Linked DNA regions of Mus musculus: regions 1, 3 and 4 are each linked to region 2. A link is a contact called in public ChIA-PET, Hi-C and Micro-C data. All regions are on one chromosome and are shown on one strand. Each heading gives the region's core, a stretch centred on a gene start, on an enhancer-like site or on the middle of the called end of the contact. The rest is flanking DNA. Distances are from core to core; before and after follow the strand shown.

Evidence for each region. A called contact is a pair of places that touch in the nucleus more often than the background predicts. ChIA-PET counts read pairs in DNA pulled down with a chosen protein or histone mark.
Region 1: an RNA polymerase II ChIA-PET map of memory CD8 T cells shows a contact between it and region 2, with 32 read pairs. The contact joins the promoter of Amd1 here to the promoter of E130307A14Rik in region 2. A contact is called at or near these places in 1 of 39 promoter capture datasets (pre-B cells), 3 of 484 Hi-C or Micro-C datasets (all in embryonic stem cells) and 1 of 115 datasets of contacts at active chromatin or transcription factors (memory CD8 T cells).
Region 3: a Micro-C map of embryonic stem cells shows a contact between it and region 2, with 5 times the contacts expected there. The contact joins the promoter of Cdk19 here to the promoter of E130307A14Rik in region 2. A contact is called at or near these places in 2 of 39 promoter capture datasets (erythroid cells and pre-B cells), 3 of 484 Hi-C or Micro-C datasets (all in embryonic stem cells) and 1 of 115 datasets of contacts at active chromatin or transcription factors (effector CD8 T cells).
Region 4: a Hi-C map of bone marrow-derived macrophages shows a contact between it and region 2, with 17 read pairs. The contact joins the promoter of Fam229b here to the promoter of E130307A14Rik in region 2. A contact is called at or near these places in 15 of 39 promoter capture datasets (the 3T3-L1 cell line, 3T3-L1-derived adipocytes, the C10 cell line and 9 more), 2 of 484 Hi-C or Micro-C datasets (bone marrow-derived macrophages and embryonic stem cells), 4 of 115 datasets of contacts at active chromatin or transcription factors (bone marrow-derived macrophages, epiblast stem cells, large pre-B cells and 1 more) and 3 of 9 other capture datasets (adipose tissue, liver and pancreatic islet).

Annotation. Positions count from the first base shown.
Region 1 is chr10:40,300,235-40,303,829 of GRCm38.p6, forward strand. It overlaps Amd1 (S-adenosylmethionine decarboxylase 1), which reads right to left and starts at 1,954. Exons shown (of 8, transcript NM_009665.5): 1 at 1,515-1,954. The coding sequence starts at 1,624.
Region 2 is chr10:39,729,551-39,733,309 of GRCm38.p6, forward strand. E130307A14Rik (RIKEN cDNA E130307A14 gene) reads right to left here and starts at 2,457. Exons shown (of 3, transcript NR_038037.1): 1 at 2,188-2,457. Rev3l (REV3 like, DNA directed polymerase zeta catalytic subunit) reads left to right here and starts at 2,610. Exons shown (of 32, transcript NM_011264.3): 1 at 2,610-3,063. The coding sequence starts at 2,925.
Region 3 is chr10:40,348,001-40,351,324 of GRCm38.p6, forward strand. It overlaps Cdk19 (cyclin-dependent kinase 19), which reads left to right and starts at 1,308. Exons shown (of 13, transcript NM_001168304.1): 1 at 1,308-1,721. The coding sequence starts at 1,594.
Region 4 is chr10:39,132,097-39,135,708 of GRCm38.p6, forward strand. It overlaps Fam229b (family with sequence similarity 229, member B), which reads right to left and starts at 1,810. Exons shown (of 5, transcript NM_183254.2): 1 at 1,727-1,810; 2 at 151-282. It overlaps Tube1 (tubulin, epsilon 1), which reads left to right and starts at 1,927. Exons shown (of 12, transcript NM_028006.2): 1 at 1,927-2,011; 2 at 2,110-2,183; 3 at 2,892-2,944. The coding sequence starts at 1,987.

The sequences.
Region 1 (3,595 bases), core at 704-3,203, 570 kb after region 2:
CGTGCCCCACAGATGTGCAGGGTCCTCAGGAGTCAGAAGTGGGCGTCAGATCCCCCGGAATCGGAGTTAGATGGTTGTGAGCTGCAATGTGGGTGCTGAGAATTAAATCCGGGTCCCCTGGACAACTAACTATCTAGTATCTAGGACCCTTAACCTCTGATCTATTTTTAGAATCCCACTCTGGTACTTCCAACTAAGTTGAGAACGAAAATCTTCTCTTTATCAACAAGAAATGTTTTTTGTAATTTCCTTGCGTACCCCTCTTTCAGGTCGTACCAAGATTTTCTAGGAAATAATCCTGGAAGCACCAGCTTTCCGAGACGCCTATCACAATCAGCTTTCCATATCTGTAAAAGAGGTAAGCTTCTCTATGCTTACTATGAGAAAACGTCAAGGGTTTGTAACTGAAAATGGCACACACTTCACATGAGGATCGAAAACTGAGACCTTAGCACTTCGGGTACATTTTTTTCCCTACAATGGAAACGTCTGCAGCAACTAGTAGGAACTGCGTTTCCCAGTGTGCCTTAAAGTCTCGGCAGCACGTGGCCGCTGGGATTCTCTTCTCGCTTTTTGTCAGAGGACGGTTGCACCGCGCAGCCAACATTCCTAAAACGCCCATTGGTCCACACCCTGGGGCCAGGCTCCGGAGGGGCCCAGGAGCTCATTGGTCCGCCTCTCAATGAACCGGACCACGCCGGTTCCTCCGCCACTCTAGTCCCATTAGTGCGCTTCGGAGCACGGCGGAGCCCGGGTACCGGCCACCAAAGCGGGAGGCTGGTGTCACCGCCGCCGGGTCCATGCATCCTCAGTGTCATCCGCGCTTCAATGCTCGACTCTCCCAGCGAGGTCACTAGCAACTCTCCGCACCACCTCCCGTGTCGGGTGTGAGCAGGGGGCCCGCAGGTCTCCTTTGCTCCAGCTTAAGGCATTAAGTAAAATAGATCTTCGGGCTGACAGGCTTGTACCCCGGGAAGCAGGCAAACCCTCCAGCACCCCGCTGCGCTCTCCCGGACTTCGCCTCCGTAACAGGTTACACAGCCCAAGGTCAGGAGCCTCCCGGGCAAAGCCCGCGGAGGGTCCCGAGGCGCCCCGCTCTGCTGCAGGGCACGTCCGGGCGTCGGCGGGGCCCGGCACTGCGACACGGCCGCTCCCGCCCAATCCCGCCGCCCGAGCGAGCGCCACGCGCGGCCGCCTACCCCGCGGCGGGAGGCCTGCTGGTCGCCCCGCGGCCCAGGCCCACCCAGCTCGTGCTCCGCCCGCCCCTCACCCAGCCACACCTGCCGGAGGGCCGCGTGCCCCCCGCCGGAGCCCGTCAGCCCAGCCCCGCCGTCCGCCGGGGACGTTACCTGAGCACGCGGCCGCGCCGGCCTCCTCCCCTCCCCCAGGCGGCGCAGGCGGCCCCGCAACGGCGGCGGGAGAAGCCAGTTCCCGCCCGCCGACCTGGCCCCACCTGAGGCCGCGACTCGTGCCTCGCAGTCGGCGGCGAGCCGCCCTCAGGCCCAGGCACCCACCTTGGGATGGTACGAAGATCCCCAGATCCCTGGCTTGCGTCGGACTGCTGTCTGGAAAACCAGACCTCCAGCAGTTTCTCCGTCCCTTCGAAAAAATGTGCAGCTTCCATCACCGTGAGACTAGCGAACAACCAACAACCACAGAAAATCAACTAAATTAAATCTCTTCTCCCGCCGCTCCTGCCGCCGCTGCGGATTGTTCCAGCTGTGTTACTAAAGTTCAGGTTCCTTTTTTTTTTTTTTTTGCTATAATTTTATATTAACTTTTTTTTAAAAAAAGGACTAATAAAATTTTCCCGGCTATTTTCGTGAGCGAAAGTTGAACGTGAGTCTGTTGGAAATAGAGGCAGATACAGTTCAGTCTCTTGTAGTCCGCTGCTTTCCCGTTAGGAGAGTTGAGCGAGCGCTAGCTAATGTCGCCGGCCATACTGTGTAAGCGAGGGTTCTGCGTGAGCGCAGACCTTATATAAGCATCCTCCCCGACAGGCCAGGAAGTGACGCCATCGCCCCGCCCTCAGGGCCTCATAGGGACCGCTTCGTGTCAGTCAAACGTCGCCGAACGCCGGCTGGCTGGCGGTGGGCCCACGGGGAGTGCAGGGGACTACCAGCTTGGTTGCAGATGGAGCTGCCGCTGTCCCTTGAGCGGGAGACCGCTCTGTTGTCCGGCTGGGGACTTGGGAATCTGGGATTACTTGTGGAGCTGGTGGGGAGAGCGGGAGACAGGCGAGGCTGTCCCACGCTGCACACAGCTGGTTAGCAGAAAACAGGAGGGAGTCTGGAGGGGTGTCGCGGGGCTCGGCGGGGGCGGTGGCCACTGCTGGGTTGGCGTAGTGCTTTGATCCTGTGCGGTTTCTCGTTTCAAGCCGAGGTGGTTTTTGGCTTTTTAAAAAAAATTTTTTTAAACCATTTTTTCACGTGTTTCCACGAGACGAACGCAGCCTAGGCAATAAAATTGTCAGTGACGTACGTGTGGCCCGGGGTCGGATTGGAATGCGCTTTAATTCTGCTTGTGCTTTATCTGATGTGGGAATGAAGGCAGTTCTCCACGGGTTTACACAATAGCCAGAAGCGTCGTCTTCCTATTTCAAAAGAGAAAAGAGAAAAGCAACGTGGCGCCCAGCCTTGGAGGGCTCCGGCGCTATCTACCCCCCACCGTGTGCCTAGCCTAGCTTAGGAGTTGGCCGCCTTCCAGCAGACACCTATCAACCCGTACTCCATTAGGTCAACTGGTGGATATTTAGTTTGCAAAACTTCCTAGGAACTAGCTTTATTAAGTATAATACGAGGTTATTTGATATTTTTCTTAGGCTATTCTTAAAGGGGTGAACTAATTGAAAGTATTCCTCACAACCACCAGTACCACGCAAATTTACAAATTTGCCTAAAATTGCCTAAATGCCTAAAAAGGATCTTCGCGAGTATATAATAATAATGTAAATGGGTAGCAAAGAGTTTTCACTAATGATAATCTAAAGTATAAATTAGGGGTCAAATCCAAGTAGGATTTTGTTTTGTTTTTTTTTTCTTCTGCTATCTTCCTTTATTTATATTTGCAGTATGAAACACAAGCTCTGCACACATACTTGCACACTCACACCAGCCTGGGGGAGGGAGCTGGGACAAGGCCACTTTCTTTCTTTCTTTTTTTTTTTTTAATCTTAAGAAGCAAAAGATGTTAACAAAGTTATTAGTTACTTGGAAACACTGGGGGAAAGTCACCAAGCTCATAAAATTAAAAATGATTATAGTCACAAGACAAAGGGACCGTCTCCTATTATCCCTAGAGAAATCCACTGCAACTGTTGAAATTTGATTCATACATACCCTGAAGACGAGCTCTTGTCTTACAAGAGCATGGATTCACATGTCTCTATGAAATTTGTTGAGAAAGAACCCGTGTGATGAGGTAGATACGTATATTGCTTTTGCCATGTTTTTAAAAGCATCCAACTCAAACTAGGGATAAGGACAAAATTTAATAAATGCTACTTAGTCTATTATAATAGTAATTCAAGGAGGATGCGGTTATACTTGGAATAAAGATTAAAGGAATATTTCCGTGTTTTACAAGCTATTCAATT
Region 2 (3,759 bases), core at 1,207-3,706:
TCTTTTCCTCCTTATGTTTCTTCTTGTCAAGTGTTCTGGACATAGTGAGGAAAGCCAGTGATATAGAATGGGCTGCCTGTTGTTGACTAAGTCACCATATACCTACTCCTTCCCCCTCATATAGATGGTCTCTGCCTACAATTACAGATAATTGTTAAAAGCAAATGTTTTCACCTGATGTTTAAAAGTATTGTCATGGAAGGGTTGAAAGGCTCTGGGTAAATAGGTGAGATGATAAATGTCAGTCAATGAGCTCCAATAACTGACAAATGTTAACTGCTTGTGATATACAGGGCTGGCTGGTAGGGTTGCTAAGCATACAGGTTTCCATTCTCCATCCCCCCAACATGTGATTTAGTAAGTGACAAAATATTAAAATTAACAAAAAAATATCCTAAGTGCTACAGGACATGCAGCAAGACCACCAATCTACAAATTTAGGATATTTTTTGTTAATTTTAATATTTTGTCACTTACTAAATCACATGTTGGGGGGATGGAAAATGGAAACATATTCTTAGCAACCCCACCAGCCAGCCCTGTATATCTCAAGCAGTATAAAATTGAGACTATTATATTATATTTTGATGAAGTCTATGCGTAATTTTTAAATTATATTGTTTCTAACTGATGGACATCATGGAAATCACTGGTGTTGTCCATCTGACATTCTGACTGTATAAAATGTTTATTTGTACCAAAGAACACACGGTAAGTGCATACATACACTGCTGATGAACAAAAGGCTTGTGTGTGGAAGTCATATTTTAAAGTCTCTTCTATAGTCTTCTAATACTTAAGTCAATTTGTAAAAAATTCTCTGTACTATAGCTGTTAGTAGGTTACATCCTAGTCTTGCCACTTCTTATGATGCTCTTGAGGCAAATTTACTGTATTGATTAGTCTCAAATCACCCTAAGCATAAATTCATATTAACATTTGTTAGTATGGAACGCTGCGTTCTGCAATGTGTCCCTTTAAGCCTTTTGATTTTATGTGAAAATCCACAATTGACTGTGAACAAGGAGCTCTCACCCCACTCCAGATACAAGGCAATATAACAAGCAGTAAAATGCACCTGTATAATTTTTTAAGTGGGACAGAATGAACTCTACTTTGGATGGATAATGACTGTCAAGTGTCCTAATTTCAGTGGCAAATTTCAAAGCTGAAAACTGTAGTTTCTGCTTCCTATTACTTTAATCTTTTTGTTGGGGCGGAATTGGGGGGGGGGGCGGCGGCGACGACTCACCTGTGAAAAACGAGGCCTAAAAAAATCAAATTATTTGTCCGAGGTCACGCCCAGTATTAGTGACCAAGCCAGACAAAATCCATAGGTTCTAATTTAACATCCTCACCAGCAGCATCTGTTGCCCCCGCACCCCCCAATCCCTAACTGTGCCACTTCATCTCCTTTCTAGCTCCAAATAAAGTTGGTTTTTATTTTATGTCTTACCCCACCCCCTTTTTCTTCTGTGTCAACCCGTAGTAAAATCTTGCACTAAGAGTGAATGAAAACACGCCGACTTTTAGGAGCCTTTCCCTTTTGCCAACATTTTCTCTGAAAGGCTCTCGGGGCTCTCCGAGCAGCCGCGAGAGGAGTGGAGGGAGGGAGGTGAGTGGAGCAAACAAGTCTTTCCGTGTTCTCGCTCGTGCCGCGTGTGTGTGTGGGGTGTGTGTGTGTAGCCTGCGCGGGGGAACCCACAGTGGTTGTCCTAGTGCGAGAGGGGCAGGCGGTGGGGGAGTGGGGGGGTGGAGAAAACCACGACGGTGGGAAATCCCTGTGCTGTCGGTGTATCTGCCCAGCTTGGGCAAAGCTGGGCAGGGCCGCGCGTGAATAAATCTCCTTAAGTGGCCGGGCGCAGTCACTGCAGCACCGCAGAAGAGGAGGCGGGCGAGGCGGGGCGCGAGGCTCGCCCGGAGCTGGGGGGAGGGGAGGGCGGAGGAGGGAGCGAGCGCCAGGGCGGCCCTTTTATAGGCCGAGGCCCGCGCGCCCCCGCCCCTCGAGCTGGCCCGGGCTCCAGCTCCGCCGCCGCGTTACCTGAGAAGGGCCGGCACGTCCAACGCTCCGCCCGCCCGCTCGCTCGCCCGCCCGGCCCGCCCTCCCTCCTTCCCACCCTCCCGCTCGGCCAGGGCCGCCCGAGGTCTGTGCCGCGCCTCCCTTCTCCCGCTGGCGGCTTCCCTTACCTTGTGAAAACAAAACAAAACAAAAAATATCCTCTCCGCGGCAGCCCCCGCCTCTTCCGTAAGATGTGACATGGCGGTCGGCGAGGGGAACTCGGGAAGCCGCCAAAACCCTGCGCCCCTCTGAGCCTATCCATGCTATCGGCGCTCCCCGGGCCCCGCCGCAGTGACCCGGCCCACAGGCCGAATCATCGATTCCTCGGCGCGCGGCCCGGCTTCCCGCCAGCTTCTTCCCCAGCCGCGCGCTCCGAGCGGGGGAGAACCCCCTCCTCGTCCCCTCCCACCCCGGGCGCGCGCCCGCCCGCCTCCTCCCCCCCCCCCGTCGCCGCTCGCGCGCGCGCACACACACACCCCTCCTCCCCTCCCCCAGTGGTTGCGTCCGTGACATCATCATCATGGCAACAAGAGCTGCAGCCTGGGACCGAGGAGCCCGTGTGATTCCCGGCGGCGGCGGCCGTGGCGGCAGCAGCAGCGGTACCACCCGACCCGACGAACGCGCGAGGGCTTCTCTCCCGCTGCCTCTCGCCCGGAGCGTCTGAGGAGGCGGCGGCAGCACACAGCCTCCGCAGCCTCCGCGCGCCGCCGCCGCTGCCGCTCGTCCCGGCGTCCGTGCGAGGGGCGGGGGGGAAAAGCCGAACCGAGGAGGAAGGGGAGGAGGCGCCTCTGCGGAGCCCGCCGCCGCCGCTGCTGCCAGGTCGCTGAGTGGAGGGGAGGCGGTGGCGGTGGCGGCGGCGGCGAACATGTTTTCTGTGCGGATAGTGACTGCCGACTACTACATGGCCAGCCCGCTGCCGGGGCTGGATACCTGCCAATCCCCGCTCACCCAGCTCCCTGTCAAGAAGGTGCCGGTGGTACGAGTCTTCGGGGCGACCCCGGCAGGTAAGCGGGAGCGGGCGGGAGCGGGAGCGCGGGCGCCGGGTCGTCGGGGCTGCCCTCCCTCCGCGCACTCGCGCGCACGCCGCCGCCGGCGGCCCTCTACAGGGTCGCTGCGGAGTCTGCCCTGTTCTCGGCTTTGCTCGCCTTCTCTCTCGCGCGCGTGACAGGAGGCGCAAAAGAAAAAAAAATGTGGGCTCGCGTGAGCGCTGCGCCCCCCTCCGCGGCAGAGAGGCGGCGGGCGCCCGGTCTCTCCTTTGCGAGCGGCGAGCAGGCTGGAGCCCCTGCCTCGGTGGGTCGGGTGGCTGCGCCTCGTCCCCAAGGACGAGTTCGCGGGTCCTTAGAGGTCGGTCCCCGGCGGAGACCCCGGCCACTCGCTACGTGTCCCTAGTGCCCCGTTCGAGAAAAGGCTTTGAGGGCAGAGGCGAAGTGTCAGGCGTGTTGTCCGTCGCTCCCGGTTGCCTCTGTTCACCCTCGCTCTCCTCTGCCCCTGCCGGAGATGCTGTGGCTGTAGAAAGTGGCGCCCGGGGCCAGATAATTTTTCTCATTGAAGTGACCATGTGGCTCTTCTGTGAGTGCAGGTCGTGACTGCTTAGAGTTTAATGCCTCGACAGGGACAGAGCGGCATCCTCAGGTGCAATGCTTTCAGGAAATGTGCATCCATGGAAATAGGAACTACGTGTTTGTGTCGCCCAACATAAA
Region 3 (3,324 bases), core at 58-2,557, 620 kb after region 2:
AAGCTCATGACATACAGAGAGGAACAAGAATTGGAAGTTTTAGTAGGTATTGGAGATAAATGAAGGAGAGGGAAGGAAATAAAGAGGAAATAACAAGTCGATTCTTTGTTTAGATGGTCTCCCCAGCAATAATGTTGTCTATGGATAGCTTAGCTGCCTTTTTGACACAGACACCTTATCAAATTTCCCTTTTAAATTTAATCTTGTTATAAAATGCTGCCTTTTATTTTAGGTAGTGGAAGAGAGCTGAAACGCGCGTGTCGAATGGATCTCAATTTCTTTTCGGTTTAAAAGCCATCAATATGCAGTGGGTCACATTTTTAGTAAGGCACTTTCTAAGTTCTTACAGTACTACTTTGAGGTGATGGGTTCTGAGCCTCAGACACCATAACGAATCAACGTCATGAGCAAGATAAATACCTTAAACCCCTAGGTGAGCCTCGCCATTACTGTAAAACACGCTTTACTACCCAGCAAAAACGATTGTTTTTAAAACGCTGCATTTTTGCAATCTTCCAAGCGCTTTAATTGTTCTCAGACAGATGGCTAAAGCTAGGCTACCGCACCCGCATATGTTAGGATAAAACCGACTAGAGCGCCAAGAAAAAGATGATTGGCTGTGGGCCGTAGAAGTTACACGGTTCCCCTAGCAAGAGCTGGGAAACCGCTGAATCTTCAGGTTTTGAAATACGGTTTTTGCATCGTAAAGAAAGAAGATTAACCTATCAGGAAGAACCGAGCACATCCAATTACCAATCAAGAGCGGGAAAACAGCCAAAGCCGGAGATAACCAGGCACCAAAGCGGACGTCACTCTTCAGTCTCTGCCAATAAGCCGAGGCAAGGGGCGGGGCAACCAGAGGATCAATTGCCCAAGAAAACAAACAATGTGTAGTACAACTGTCTAAACCCCAGTCCTAAGCTCCGGATGCGCCGGAATGAGCTCTAGAGCAAGGCTCTCGTGAGGTGCTTCCCGCTTTTCTAGCCTAATGACAGTCAGGGCCGGGTATCTACTTCCTAGCTCAGCAAAGGTGTCCTTCCCGCCAGCTCCCACGGGCTCGCAAAAATCCCGCTGCAACTTTGCGCTACAGTTTACAGGAACAGCAGTCGCGCGCTGAGGGGGTGGGGCGGCGGCAGAGCGCAGGCGTACATGCCTTGTGGAGGCGTGGCCCAAAAGGCCCCAGGAACTCTGGGAACTGTATTCCCCGCTCCCGAGGAGGTAGCACAACTCACGAGCCCTCTTGAACTACATTTCCCAGAATGGCTCGCGACCTTGGGGCGGGACGCTTGGTTCCTTAATGAGTTCGAGAAAGCCGCGGCGCGGCCCACCAGGTTCCAAAACAAGGAAATGAAGGGAGGAGGCGGGACTGTAGATGCCTGCGGGAGCCGCCGCCGCCGCCGCGGAGGAGGAGGAGGCGGAGGAGGTGGCTGCCGCGGCCGCCGAGGAGTCCCTTGCTGAAGGCGGACCGCGGAGCGGCGGGCGGCGCGCGCGCGCCCGAGCGACGGCTGTTGGAGAAGTGGAGCGGCGGCGGTGGAGGAGGGACTGAGTGGCGGCGGCCCCCGCGTCCCGGTTTCTCTATGGGGGAAGCAGACAATGGATTATGATTTCAAGGCGAAGCTGGCGGCGGAGCGGGAGCGGGTGGAGGATCTGTTTGAGTACGAAGGGTGCAAAGTGGGACGCGGCACCTACGGGCATGTCTACAAGGCGAGGCGGAAAGATGGGTAAGAGCGCGAGCGGGGAGTGGGCTCGTCCCGTCCCCTCCGCTGCGGAGCCCCGGAGGGCTGGGTGGGTCGGAGCTCCCGGGACGAGGCGGCGTGGGTCGCAGAGCGACGTCCCGGGGCTAACTCGGAGGCACTGGTGCTGCCGCCCCCCGCTGGCCGGTCGCGCCCCTCGAAGTCGTACGGCGCAGCCCCGTCGGGGGCGTCGGTCCCGCCTGGAGTCGCGGCTGCGTGATTAACAGCGGGCGGCGGGTGGAGACCGCGCCTGGAGGTGGAGTTTAGGGGTCTGGTCCCCGGGGACCCTCCGGAGGGCTTGGCTGAAGAGTTACCGGTTTGGCCCTGTGCTGGTGACGGTAGTGGTGGAACTTCCAATCGGCGCAGCGCCTTCCCGGGGCGGCGGTTTGAAAGCTCGCGGGGGCGCCTCCTGTCTGGTGGCGCAGCGCTTGGGGTCCTGGCTGGCCCCTTGGGTCTGACTTCCTTGCCAACCCAGACTTCATCTCTGATGTTTACCTGGGGACTTCCCGATCCTGCTCCCGATTCCCACATTTTAATATTCTGAATTCAGCACTCTGAAGGTGGACCCTGGAGAGAGATAAATTGTATATTACAAGATTTAAGTGTTCTCTGGTTGCTTATCTTTCCTGCCTCTTGGCTATCTTAGGTATAAGATATATCTTGGCTATCTAATTCCCCCCAACCCCCTTTAAGATAGGGTATCTGTGCGCCCTGCTTGGCCTGGAACGGAGAGATTCGCCTGCCTCTGCTAATCAGGTACTATCATTAAAGGCGTATGCCACCAAACCTGGTCCATTTCTCTTTTCTTCAGGAAGAAATCTTGATTTCTTCAAGTTCTTAGCCTCTGTCAAATGGCTGTGAGCTTTGGTAGTGTTTATTGAGAACCTAGACCACCAAGAACAGAAAACGGAGTGACAGGCTTGAGCCTGGATTGCCGTTTCCTTAGTTGAGGGGATCTGTAGGAATCTCTTGGGAAGTCTTTATGGATTGTTATATCAGTAAAAGACAAGTTGATAAAGCATCGAGAATGTCCCCTTCGGGCCGGTGGTCAGACTGGCTTGTAAGAGCTGGCCCGGTGGAACCAAACTTCAGGCCTGGGAATGGTGAGTTTAAAGCCAGTTGTCACCTTGGCTCCTTTCTGGAAGGAATTCCTTTCCCTTAGGTTCTGTAACTTAGACTCAAACGATTGTCAGACTATACAAAAGGGAGACTTAAGGATTGTGATGGGGCATTTTTGATAAGCCGGATTATCACCATACCTCAGATTTAAAGTGCTCCTTGGGGCCCCTCCTTCCCAGTGCTGTGATTTGATAATGTTGGTGAGGCGCTCCCGCATCAAAGTAAGCAGTGCTCGAGCTACTTTTCTAAGAAGAAAGCCAGAGCACAGTCGTACCAAGTGTCTCATACTCAGTACCTGGAAAGTTACAGGTACTGTCCAGAACTCAAGGATGATGGTTAATCGCTATTGCAGGTAGACCTGTCTAGGCCAAGCTACTCAGTTGTCTGAGCTGTTTCTTTTAATTACCACATGTCCTCGAGTGCACACCAGGGGCTGGAGGGTACTGTAATTGACTTGCACTCTGTTTTTGGC
Region 4 (3,612 bases), core at 560-3,059, 600 kb before region 2:
ATCTTAATAATTTTTTAACAACAACAACAAAAGAAGCTTGCTTGTAAGATGGTAGACAAGCTGCTAATAAGCTGTTTCTGCCATCTTGGCCAACCTAAATGTGCCTACACTGAGGTCTTGGTGTGACTGGTATAGAAGATGGCACCTTACCTGGCTGTGAAGCAGACACATCTGATTCACTGCAGACTGAAGTTATCGGTGAAACTCATAAGGACTTTCTTACAACTCCTTGCTGTTGCGTGGCTTCTGGAGAATGACAGGAACTACAGCATGGGCAGAGCTCTGCAAAGGCCAGAACACCACGGGCGTTAGCACCAGAATCTATAGATTCGACCTAATAACATCACAGCCCACATATTTGTCCATGTTTGGCAAACTTTGGAAACCCCAGATTTGGGGACTTCAATATTAAGACCCAAAGTGTCTGACTACCTTTATCACAGATTGCATGCTTACCAAGAAGCGGGTAAGAGTAAATCCAGCAATTTCTAATTTTTCCTGGCTAAAATCTGCCCCCTTAGTTACAAGAGATGTAAGACACCCAAAGAGAAACATGGAAAGGCCTCTGCAATACATACACCCCACTACAACGTCAAAATTCACATCTTTCAAAACTGTGTAATAACAAACTAAGCTGTATCCTGGCGGCTGAATAAGGTATTCTAACCAATCAATCAATTATTGTGGCTCTTATCATGTTATATATCATATTACATATCATGACAAATTAATAGCAAGTATAATTTAACTTTTGCTAAATGAAGATTAAAGGTTTTGTAGTTTCTCAGAATTTCTGTGGAAAATATTAACTTCATTAAAGCATTAAAGTTAGTGAGGGGATTTGTGTGTGTGCACACTTATGGAAACAAGATGTGAAACATGAAGTGTTTTCCTTAGTTATCCTTCATCTTACTTTGTAAGACATTGTCTCCTATTGAGCCCTGAATCTGACACTCACAGTTTCAGCTAGACTCTGTGGATCTCCCTTCTCCAGCCTTCCAAGCCTAGAGTTACAGGCTCCCAGATTTTTGTTAAGTGCTGGGGTCTGCATTTATGTCCCCGTGCTTCAGAGACAAGCATTTTACTGACTGGGCCATCTCTCCAGCCTAAATTCTTAATTTAGTTCTTAATTAAAGCCTCATTTAATTTGCCCAGTAAAAATTCAATTTCTGAAAAATAACCTTTTTTTCCCCTTTCGAACTTCGTGCCCCACCCCTGCCTTTAAAAAATCTCGTCTACATTGTTCATACATCAAATCAAACGCCTTAACTTTTAACCCATCTTTTCTTTTCCTAGACCCTTGTTCATTGAATATTATGGCTCTCCTTGTCAGCGCCATGTAATATTTTAGGTCATATCTTTTGAGTGCATCGAGTGTATCTTCAATGGCATTGCCGGCTGTTGGAAGTTGGATTTGTGTAGATGTTTTGAATTATCCAGAAATCTTAAGTTTGAAGAGTGCATCGCTTTGGCCTCTGAACTTAGCTGTGGTATTTGGTCGGAGTGTACCTAGCTTCCCTTGTTCCCAGATAAGCCTATTTGTCTGGGGTGTCTCTGTGTTCCTCCACATTCGTTTTCTGTTAGATAACGACACTAGCGGGCATCATCCTGAGAAATCGGACCCACTGTCCTGGCTGTTTAGGCTGTGAGCCTCTCAAAGCCCGTGATCAAAGTTAAAGTCCCTTATCTTAAATGCCTCTCTGAAACCTAGTTACCCGTCAGTTACCAGGGCCTCCGGAGCTGCAGATGCTCAAGGATGTTGACAGGGCAGCTAGGATTTACCTGCCGGAGGCCCAGTCGCTATGGTAACGGCTAGCCGCAAATGTGCTTGCGCAGAAGTCCTGGCCGTAAAGAAACAAGGGCATTACGACATTGGCTACTTGCGGCAGCGACGTGACTTAAGGCCGCCCCTCGTAGGGCGTCGTTGAGCTCGAAAGCTAAGGCGGGAGTTTGGGCGGGAGTGCTCCTGCTGGTCCTCCCGGCGGAATGACCCAGTCGGTGGTCGTACAGGGTGAGCTACCCCCGTCCGCGGGGACCGGGTCGCTGCGGAGCCAGTCACCTGGTTGCCTTCCTAATGCACCTCTCTCTCTTCCTCGCTACTGGCTGCAGTCGGACAGTGCGGGAACCAGATCGGCTGCTGCTTCTGGGACCTGGCGCTGAGGGAGCACGCAGCGGTCAACCAGGTACCCGCCCCTCCTGCCTGTCACCCGGGCCTGCCAGAGTTCACATGAGGTTTGGGGAGGGGTGCTTTGGATCCTGCTACGGGGCCCTGGCTGACCTGGGACTTGCTGTGTAGATCATGTTCTGGAATTTGCAGCGATCCATCTGTCTCTGCATCCCCAGGACTACCACTATCATGCCCAGATTACTTGGGCTTTTTAATCAGTACCATAAATTGCATAGGATCTTCTCATACCGGTCGTGGCTAGTTTCTTTTTAAACGTGTTGCTGTAAGTCACAGGCAGAAGGCACTTGTCAGGAGTTTGGTCTTAAGTTTCCCTGATCTTTAGCAGTCTCCTCCTCCTCCTCCTCCTCCTCCTCCTCCTCCTCCTCCTCCTCCTCCTCCTCCTGTTGTTGTTGTTGTTGTTGTTGTTTTGAAAGACAGTAGATGCTATAGATGAAAGCACTATAAAGTAGGTAAATACATCAAACGACCAAGAATCCCAAGAAATTCCCACTTGGAGTACCAGCTGTATAATCCTACAGGGTGTGCTTTTTTCATCACTGTTAAACTTAGTCAGGGGTTCTCTTGGCATTTTACCTTTAGATGTAATTGGAAGAGTCGACCTAGGTTTCTTTTTCTTAGAGCCCCTTCAGCGTTGTAGAGTTGCTACAGCTAAAAGGGTTTTAGAGAAAATAAACGTAAATGCTATAGTTTGTTTTGTTTCTAGAAAGGAATTTATGACGACGCTATAAGCAGCTTCTTCAGGAATGTGGATACCAGGTAAGTGGGTGAGTCTGTCTCCGCTTGGTAGGACGCCTCCTTTCCCTGTCAGCAGAATCTTAGAGGATAAGGAAACAGTTGCCAGCTAGGACGGTGTCTGCTGTTCTGATCAAAGCGTATTCTCATAGCCCATTTTCATACCATTCTGCAGAACAGCGCGCTTCCTTGATAGACTTCCGTAAGAAGCCAAAAAGAACCTTTAAAGGGACTCCCAGTAACTTTGAAAACCTGACGTTTTCACTGAGGGTGCCTGCCCACTATGGTATGAGTCTAGCGGGGGCCAGGTTTTGAAAGATTATTTTGCATATTACTTGCCCTCAGAGTATGCAGAAATGAAAGAGGTGGAAACTGCTCACAATGTGTGTTACTTTTCGTTTAGTGTAAGATACAGATGTTAGAATCCTTTTGACATTTGAGATATGCCTGGGTCTTTTAATGTTAAATCATTAAGTTTATCCGTTTTCAAAGTTCTCTATAAACCAGCTGTAGTGGACTTATCCTGACAATTACAATTAAATATCAGGCCTTTCCAACTTTGTAGAAATTTAGTTTGAATTTGTTCACTAGATGTTGGAGCCATTATCTTCTCGGGAAACCTGACTTTGGTCTTGTTGATGAATCCCAGAGCCTCCAGTACAGTCAGATTAGTCAAATTCAAAGAACTGGGA